Regions from separate parts of the Mus musculus genome. Here region 2 is linked to region 1. A link is a contact called in public Micro-C data. All regions are on one chromosome and are shown on one strand. Each heading gives the region's core, a stretch centred on a gene start, on an enhancer-like site or on the middle of the called end of the contact. The rest is flanking DNA. Distances are from core to core; before and after follow the strand shown. Region 1 holds the start of Stau2 (staufen double-stranded RNA binding protein 2). Region 2 has its middle 34 kb from the start of Stau2.

Evidence for each region. A called contact is a pair of places that touch in the nucleus more often than the background predicts.
Region 2: a Micro-C map of trophoblast stem cells shows a contact between it and region 1, with 3 times the contacts expected there. The contact joins the enhancer-like site here to the promoter of Stau2 in region 1. A contact is called at or near these places in 2 of 15 datasets of contacts at CTCF or cohesin (CD8 T cells and the NIH/3T3 cell line), 7 of 484 Hi-C or Micro-C datasets (B cells, LSK cells, cerebral cortex and 3 more), 2 of 115 datasets of contacts at active chromatin or transcription factors (CD8 T cells and embryonic stem cells) and 3 of 9 other capture datasets (adipose tissue, liver and pancreatic islet).

What each region holds. Positions count from the first base shown.
Region 1 is chr1:16,516,755-16,521,177 of GRCm38.p6, reverse strand. It overlaps Stau2 (staufen double-stranded RNA binding protein 2), which reads left to right and starts at 1,876. Exons shown (of 14, transcript NM_025303.3): 1 at 1,876-2,005.
Region 2 is chr1:16,551,136-16,555,627 of GRCm38.p6, reverse strand. It overlaps a transcript of Ube2w not described here. Among named protein-coding and RNA genes, the nearest start is that of Stau2, 34 kb to the right of the region's middle. Within about 2 kb of position 2,302, at least 3 of the 459 cell types and tissues checked have an H3K27ac peak or open chromatin away from gene starts, as enhancers often do. A contact at or near this core is called in trophoblast stem cells, where this site is marked.

The DNA of each region.
Region 1 (4,423 bases), core at 627-3,126:
AATGAGATGGAGCCAGCCCCACAACAATGCAGTGTTTGGCAGAAGAAGACAGGCGAGAAAACAAACAATATAATAGACTTGCAATGTCACAGAAGAGGGCATCAAGAGAAGAGTGTGGTCTGCTGGAAGGAATTAGCTTCCCCAGGAGGTATTTTCTGACAGCTTTTTTTTTTACATTTTTTCATAATCTGTTCATTGAGTGAAGAGAGAATAGATTGAAGGCAGAGCGAACGAACTTGTGGAAAGAACAGCCATGGAAGGCTTGTTTCCCTGATGTGAAGGGCCTGTAGTCGTTTGTATCACTGAACACCTGAATGAGGCCCAAGTAGCTAGAAACCATTAATTAAGGGGTGGTCCCCATTTAAGAAGGAATCCACATATTTGAGAAAACTAGTGGAAGTGAAAAGTGAGAAAGGCACACGGGAAACATGAGAGACAAACGAAGTGCTTGCCTACACTGTATCACCGGAAACTACGATGTCAGGCTCTAGCTAGAGAGCTTTACAGGTATCTCGCCTATACATACAGTATCACGTTTTTGTCTCTTTAAAAATTGTAAATCAGTGTATAAGGTAATAGATCCACAAATACTGCCTCATTTGTAGAGTTGGTTTTAAAATATGACTGAAATCACAGGGCTCACAGACATATCCCAGGCAGACAAGCCATACCAAGGAAACCCCAGGAAGAATAATGCCAGTCAGAATACACTAATAGTTCTATTTCTAGACTTCTTTTTCATATGATTTTTGGTGCCACTTATTTAAAATCCATTGGTCTTAACTAGGCTGACGTTATCTGGCCATACCTAACCCATATCTAAACCAGGACAAAAGAACAAGTAATTTGAGTTTTTTAGCACTCTTCAAAAACCAAGGATCTAGGACAGTGTTTTAAGACGATCCTCATTTTTGGCTCTAAAGATTTTTTTTTTTTTGGTACGGGCACACAACTTTAATATATTTATTATTCATTTTTTCCTGATGAATGATGTGGGCCGTGGAGCAGGTGATGGGGGCTCGCTTGCGCTGCTTGCTACCCTCCTCCCCTTTCTTCCTCCTCCAGTCTAGAAAGGTGCAGGATCCGCCGAATCCTACGTCGCACCGCAGTGGAACGGACGCGGGATGGTCGCGCGTCCCCAGCTAGGCAGAGGCGGGCAGTCAGCGAGCCGGGAAAGGTAGGAGCAGAGCGTCGGGGACAGGCTGCTAGAGAGCCCAGGGGCAGCGGGTGCGGGAGAGGCTGAGCCGCCGGTGCTGGAGCACCTTCGCAGTTGCGGGCCGGGCGCCCTCAGCGTGCTCCTGCAGCAGCTCCCGGGACGGGCCCCGGCGCGGCCCGAGACCCCAGGCCTAAGCCCCGCAGCGCCCCGGGATGCGGGGGTCCCAGAAGCCGCCAGGGGGCGGGAACGGCGCGGCGAACAATGGCCGCTCGACCGCGAAGGGAGGCGGGGAGAGGTGGAGAGAGAGAGAGAGAGAGAGAGAGAGAGAGAGAGAGAGAGAGAGAGAGAGAGAGAGAGAGAGAGAGAGAGAGAGAGAGAGAGAGAGAGAGAGAGAGAGAGAGAGAGAGACAGAGAGACAGAGAGAGACACAGAGACACAGAGACACAGAGACACAGAGAGAGAGACAGAGACACAGAGAGAGAGACAGACAGACAGAGAGACACAGAGAGAGGAGAGAGAGAGACAGAGAAAGAGAGGGGGGAGAGACACAGAGAGAGAGAGACAGACAGAGAGAGGAGAGAGACAGAGAAAGAAAGGGGAGAGAGACAGAGAGACAGAGCGAGCTGGAGAGAGAGAGCGCGAGAGAGAGCTGGCGCGGGGGCGCGCGGCGTGGCGCGGGCGCGGCGGCGCAGGCGGGGGCGCGCGGCGCGGGCCCGGGAGGGCGCGGCGGGAGCGCAGGGCGGCAGGCGGAGGCGGGGGGCGGGAGCCGAGGAGGGAGCAGGCGGCGTCGGCGGAGCTCTGGAGCGCTCGCCCATGTGGAGCCGTCTGCCGGGCGTCCGTGGCCCGCAGGTAAATCCTGGTGCGAGCGGCGCCGCCAGGCCTGACTTCCGCCGGCGGGTTCCGAGGCAGAGCGCCGGGAGCCAGCAGGGCCGTCTCTCGCGGCCTCGCTCCCGCGCCGCCCTCGGCCGCCCTGGGGGAGGGGAGGGGGGGCGTGTGCCGCGGCGAGCCGTACAGGTGTCCGCAGGGGCAGGGCGGGGCGGGGGCGCCGGGCGCGACGGCGGGGGGCGCGGAGGTCACCCGGGCCTTGCAGGGGCGTGGGGGCGGCGGGGCCGGGGCGATGGCGGTGGCTATTTCTGTATAATGGGCAAGTGGCGAAGACGTAACTCGCCGAAATGGGGAAGGGAGGTGGGGCAGAGGGGACAAAATATAGCCCTATGACAGGCAAGTTCCGCCGAGCCTCCTGCGAACTAGGACCGTGACGGCTCGGCTTAAAGGAGTAGTTGGAGGTAGTGACCTTGCCCGGGCGTGGGGAGTTGGGTGAAACACAAAGCTTGGCCGCAGAATCTACCGTGAGGACCGGGTCTCTGTAGGGTGGGGGACCGGGCAGAGTGACGGGCCAGTTTCGCAGAGGCAGTCAAGGCGATTGAACTAGGAGACCTGGGTAGGGGGTGGGAATGGGAGTCTGGTTGGGCGCGTGCGCTGAGGGGTGGGGGTGGGGGCCAAGTCTGGAAGTCCTTGCAATTATTTAGGTACAACATTTTGCAGTATGAGCAGATTTCATTATTATCTCCTATTTCCCCCCCCCCCCGCCACAAAAAAGCTTAGAAGTACTTGAGTGGAGATGGACCATCCAATAGGTATGAATGCACTAAGCAATTTAAAAGGGACCAAATCTCACAGAAATCGTACAGATGATCCTTAAATGTATTACAGTAACCAAAAATCTGTTATCCAGTGTTAGGGAACTTTCTTAATACAAATAGAACTTGGATTCTGATGTATTCTTGTGTTTTCTGAGGGCTAACACTTGAAATAGAGAAGGTGTTGGGCAGGCAAAAAGATAGTAACACTGTCAAATGTTCAGTAGAATGTTTCTTCCCCATCCTTTCTAAGTCGATTCAACTTACTGTCATGAATAGAACTATAGAGGAAAGGCACAAGTCAAGAAAAAAGAAAAAACTAAGACCTGACTATTTTTTTTTAACAAAGCAGGTCTTTGTGTCTTATTTTACTGAAAAACCTAAATATCATATGATTGTGGATCTGTTGCAGGCCTGTATTAAGTGTGCATATCTGTAATGCCCAACTGCATGCATGGTTTATGTGGCCACTGTCAGTGTTGGGCACCTGTCTCAAGGTATGGCATGGCAGTAGTTTATGAAATCTACTCCAAAGTGATGTCTAGTTGTGATTTGTTGCTCATGTGTAGTATATTCACAAATTACTGTGTTTCCTTAAGAAACAGTGTTTTGTATTCAAGTAGGTAAATTTCTAGTAGCATATATTTTTTAACTTCCCGTTGGATACAATTTCAGCTTTCAGTAAAGTCAGAATAAGAACAATACAAAGAACAGTCTATTCCTCTACCCAGATTCACCTGTTATCATGATGCCCATTTATCATTTACTCAGCCACACACACAGACCCCCTGTGCTGTTTGTGGGTAAGACAGATATGTTATAGCCCTTTGCTTCTGGATACTTCAGCATGGAAAAGGTTGAAGTTTGTATTTTTACCTTACTTGACTTACCTGGAATGAAGCTCTAGGGAAGACCGACTTTCTACAAAATAACAAAAATAGGTAGGGCTGTCTTGATGGCCCATTGGGTAAAGTCATTCGTTGCCAAGCCTGTACACGACTGTGGAGGTCATAGGACAACTTGTGTGAGTCCACTGTTATCTTCTAACTTGTGAGTCCTGGGGATCAAACTCAGGTCCTCAGGTTTGGTGGCACATGCCTAGGAGTTTAAGGACAGCAGAAACTATGCAGTAAACTGTGTGGGGGCTCTGGGATGGAGCACCTGCAAGCTGTCCTCTGACCTCCACATTCCCTCTGTGGCATTTTCATGTCCCACTCATATATGCACACACAGACACACGCGCACACACATTAAAAACTATAACTGATAGTGACAGAAGTCTAAAATATGAAACAATGCAGAAAGTGTCCCAGGATGAGTAGTTAGTAAAATATTAGAACTGTGTTTGTACCTAACTGCTTTAGCATATTTCCTAAGCTATTTTATGTGTATGTATATCTGCACCTGTGTTCTCTTCTGCCTTTCATGTCTGCCCATGGAAACCAGAACAGAACATTGGATTCCCTGGGACTGGAGTTATAGACAGTTGTGAGCTGCCATGTGAGTTCTGGGAATCAAACCCAGGGTCTTTGGAAGAGCAGCCAGTGCTTAACTACTGACCCATCTTTCCATCTCCATCTTTAGAATTGGACTGGACCCACGTCCTCTCATACACCAGGAAAGCACT
Region 2 (4,492 bases), core at 1,053-3,552, 34 kb before region 1:
ACCAGGTTCAAGAACACTTTAATAAGGTCATACATTGGGCCGGAGAGTGGCTCAATGAGAAAGAGCACTTGTTGCTTTTGCAGCGGACCTGGATTCAATTCTCAGTACCTCAGTTCCAGGAGACTAAGTTTCCGTGAAACTCTTTGCCTCAGGACTGCATCCAGGCTTTGGCCTGTCATGCATGTCACTACTGGAGTGTTTTTTAACATAAGAAGAGCCTTTACCACAGTTCAAAACAGTCGGAGAGCTCAGTAATTACCTGGCTTAGTTCTGATTGCACATTTAGTTAGAACATCCCTTTCTTCCTTTGAGAAGTGAGAACATTTTATAGTTTAGTTGCTTTCTTTTCTCATTTTCATTCTCAGTATAGTTTTTTAAACCAATGTTTACGTTAGAAAGCTCTCCTAAGTTTTTCTGAATTTGGATTTCTTTGGCTTTGACTTAGCCAGTACCATCTCTATTTCTGGGCTGCTTCTTCCCAAACCTTCTAGATCCGAGCTAAAAAGCACACAGTACAGATAAGAAAACAGTCTCTGAGGCTGGAGAGATGGTTCAGTGGTTAAAAAGCACAGACTGCTCTTCCAGAGGACCTGAGTTCAATTCCCAGCAACCACATGGTGACTCACAACCATCTGTAATGGGATCTGATGCCCTCTTTTGTGTCTGAAGACAGCTACAGTGTATTCATATAAATAAAATAAATTTAAAAAAAACCAGACTACATTCCTACTCAAGGGTAAAGTCAGTGGGTCACAGCGCTCACTAACACTGATTTAATTCCAGTCCTGAACTTGCAAGGCTTGCATGACTCATGACAGTCTTTAGAGGCAAGTCAATTTCTACCAAAGCAATGATGTGTATTACTGAGAGCAGCAAGCATAGAAAAGACTGTACTTAACTCTTCTTTCTCTCCCCTCTCTCCACTGCACACTTGCATATCATAGTGGCTCCCACTGTGAGTGGACCTCTGGGTGTTTCTACCCAAACATGTTTCACAGTGGCAGGTCTGTTCCTCCCCTCACAGCTTTTAGCTGTGTCCACTGCTCCCCTCCCCTCCCCTCCCCTCCCCTCCCCTCCCCTCCCCTCCCCTCCCCTCCCCTCCCCTCCCCTCCCCTCCCCTCCTCTCCTCTCCTCTCTTCTCTTCTCTTCTCTTCTCTTCTCTTCTCTTCTCTTCTCTTCTCTTCTCTTCTCTTCTTTTTTGAAACAGGGTTTCTTTGTGTAGTCCTGGCTGTCCTGGAACTCACTCTGTAAACCAGGCTGGCCTTGAAATCAGAGATCCACCTACCTCTGCCTTTTGAGTGCTGGGATTAAAGATGTGCTCTTCCACCATCCAGCTCTACATCCAAGTATTTTTAAAACTAAGAAATTGCTAAGCTGAATAGATAACTCAATGGCTAGAGCACTTGCTGGTCTTGTAGAGACAGGTTTGGTTACCACCACCCATGTGGTGGGTAACAACTGCTGGTAACTCTAGTTCTAGAGCATCTGACGCCCTCTTCTGGCCTCCACTGGCACTGCACACATGTGATGCACAGATATACATGCAGACAAAATGGCTACACATGAAATGAATAAATATGAAAGACCCTGAGAGGAGCCCCTCGCTCAGGCCTCGGGATAATAGCGGACCCCCAAGAACTCACAAGAGACCAAGCTTGATGCAAACCACTGCCACGCACACTCCAGTAGTGACATGCATGACAGGCCAAAGCCTGGATGCAGTCCTGAGGCAAAGAGTTTCACGGAAACTTAGTCTCCTGGAACTGTGGCATTCCATAGCACGTATGCTCCAATTTTGTCCTTGTGAATGGATCTGTGTGCTTCCTTTCAGTATTGTTTTGTTATAGGTGCCTCCAAGCAATGACTTGCCAAATACCTAAGAAAAATCGAACTCTGCTTCCTGGCCTTCACCAATGCCCTAGGTAAACCTTGAGCAGATCCTGGGCTTGGAATTCAGTAAGAATGTTGCCTATTCAGTGACATCCAGAATTGCCTCTAGTATTGTAAGAGAGATAGTGAAAGAAATCAGGCTTTACTCTCTACTACATAGAGTTAGAAATCTCAAGGCAAGCTTAGCAAAGTAAGTTTAGAATTCTTATTATAGTTATGTATGGCAGACTACATTACTTATTAGTAGAAAGTCCTCCAACACTATCACTTAGAATAAAAGCCAAGTCGCTTTCATATACAGGAATTTACAATGGTTTAGGAAGTAGATCAGGCTGTGGTTTTAGAGTATTGCATTATTCATGAGATGGTTAGCTAGATCAGAACTCCCTAATCAGAACCATGACTTGGGTGTGAAAGCCCTTGCCCTAGGAGTGTAAAACCTCACACCTGGCTTCTAAGACTATAGCTGACCTTAGATAGGGCTGACTTTGTCTCAGTTGTTTTATTGCCCAGTTGTTGCCAGTCTTTGTGTTTACATTCCTCTGTTTTTTGTAAGAGTCATTAAATATCTGGTAACCTCATTTGTACCTTGCCGATGTGTCACCTAACTTCCCTATTTTCTTCTGTATAAAAAGTTTGATGCTCAATTTGACATTACATTCAGATTCTACACAATCTTGCATGTTGGTCTGTCTGTCATTCGCCAACTCTTTGCCCACCTGTGACCAGAGACCCATTCCACGCAGACAAAGGGACCCAGAAGGTCTGCGGCAAACCACATGAGGCTCTATTCGGGAAAAGCCAGAGCTCTGGAGACGACTCATATCCCACGCAGGGGTAGAGGAGTCGACCTCGAGGGGAAAGAGGTCCCAGTTTTTATAGGCCCTCAGGGGGGAAAGAAGAAGGGGGAAGTAGGGGATTTCCAGATCTAAACCATGTCTATTCTCAAGAAATGGGTATGGGAGGGGTACAAGGAAAGAGTCTGGTGCAGGTGTAGCAACTCAGGATTGGCCGGGCTGTGGTTGCTGGGGAGATTTTCTGACTCTTTCTCAGCAACCAATATCACAAACACCTGGCAATGGGCTTCATCAGTGGGCACACACATGGGTTCAATAACGGTCAAAACATTGGCAGACACATGGGTTCAAGGAGTGGCCAGAGCATTGTGCACGTCTATTTTTCTAAATCAGTGAAGCTACTTCTACTAACAATGAAATCTATTTTGCCAATTTCAGGGCTTCTGTGACCTTTTACATTCTGTCAGGATCTTTCAAATAAATTCATCATTTTTTTTTTGAAAATTGGGATACTGGACTGGGGCTCAGTATGTGCACTCTTTGCCAAACCTAGTTATCTGAGTTCTACTCCAGAATTCATGTAGTGAGAAGAGAGAACTGAGATTCCTGAAAGTTCTTTTCTGACTTCCACATGTGTTCTGTGTGTGTACCCATGAACACACAGAGCACATGAAATGTGATTTTTAAAATGTTTAAACTGAGATATTGACATATCTCATGAACCATACATGTCAGCCTTTAAAGTGGCTTTGCTTTGTTGTATAGACTCTCCTCCCATGCCAAGCATTTTCTTCTCTTCCATAAGTCCCTCATACACATGCGCAGCCTCTGCACATCTCCACAGTGGATTCACTTGCTGGTCACTTTGCTGGGGAGTCCTGAGCTCTTTACATATCCCAGCCACTAGATCTCCTTAGATACAAGATTTGAACATATTTTCTACCATTCTGTGGGTTGTCTCGACTTCAAAAAAAAAAAAAAAAAAAAAAAAAGCTCAAGTCTGTGAATTACCTGCTTGCTTGCCTGCCTGTATGTCTGCCACGTGTGTGCAGTGCCCGCAGAGGCTCCCTGGCACTGCAGTTATAGGGACTGGAAAGCATCACATGGGTGCTGGTCACCAAGCCCTCGTCTTCTGAAAAGGCAGCCAGCATCTTAGCCTCAGGACCATCTTTTTGCCACTTCTTTTTGACAGTATTCTTTCAAAGCACAAATTTAATTTTTTTTTACAAATCAAATCCAATATCTGTTTGTTTGTTTGTTTTATTTTTTGCAGGTCAAATTCAGAAAATGGTTGACTGATCCAAAGTCATTAAGATTTATACCAAAAGCTAGGCACGGTGCCACCTGCCTTTAATCCCGATACTTGTGAAGTACAGGTAGACAGATCTCTGAGTTCAAGGCCAACCTGGTCTACAAAGAGAGGACAGCCAAGGCTCAAAAAATAAAAATTATTTAAAAAGTTAAGAAAAAGAAAAAGATTTCTGCCTGTCTTCATGTTATGGCACTGTGGACTGAGCCCACATATATCTTCTTGTAAGAGATGTCTACTTTTACCTCTAAATTTGGGGCCTTTGTTCATTCTGAATTAATTTTTAAATATGGAACTGTTGTGGATCCCTGACCAATAACTCATAGGGAGGTATTTCATGTGTGACACGGAGAGTTTTGTTTAACAACATGTCTCGTGGGAGCAGCATTGGTCACCCATCCATGCTATTTCCATTCAAACTCCTTTTCTTAAAGGAACCCTTAAGGGGTTCTGATCTTGGTTAACCTACCCTAGCTCCCAGGCTCACCCACCCTCT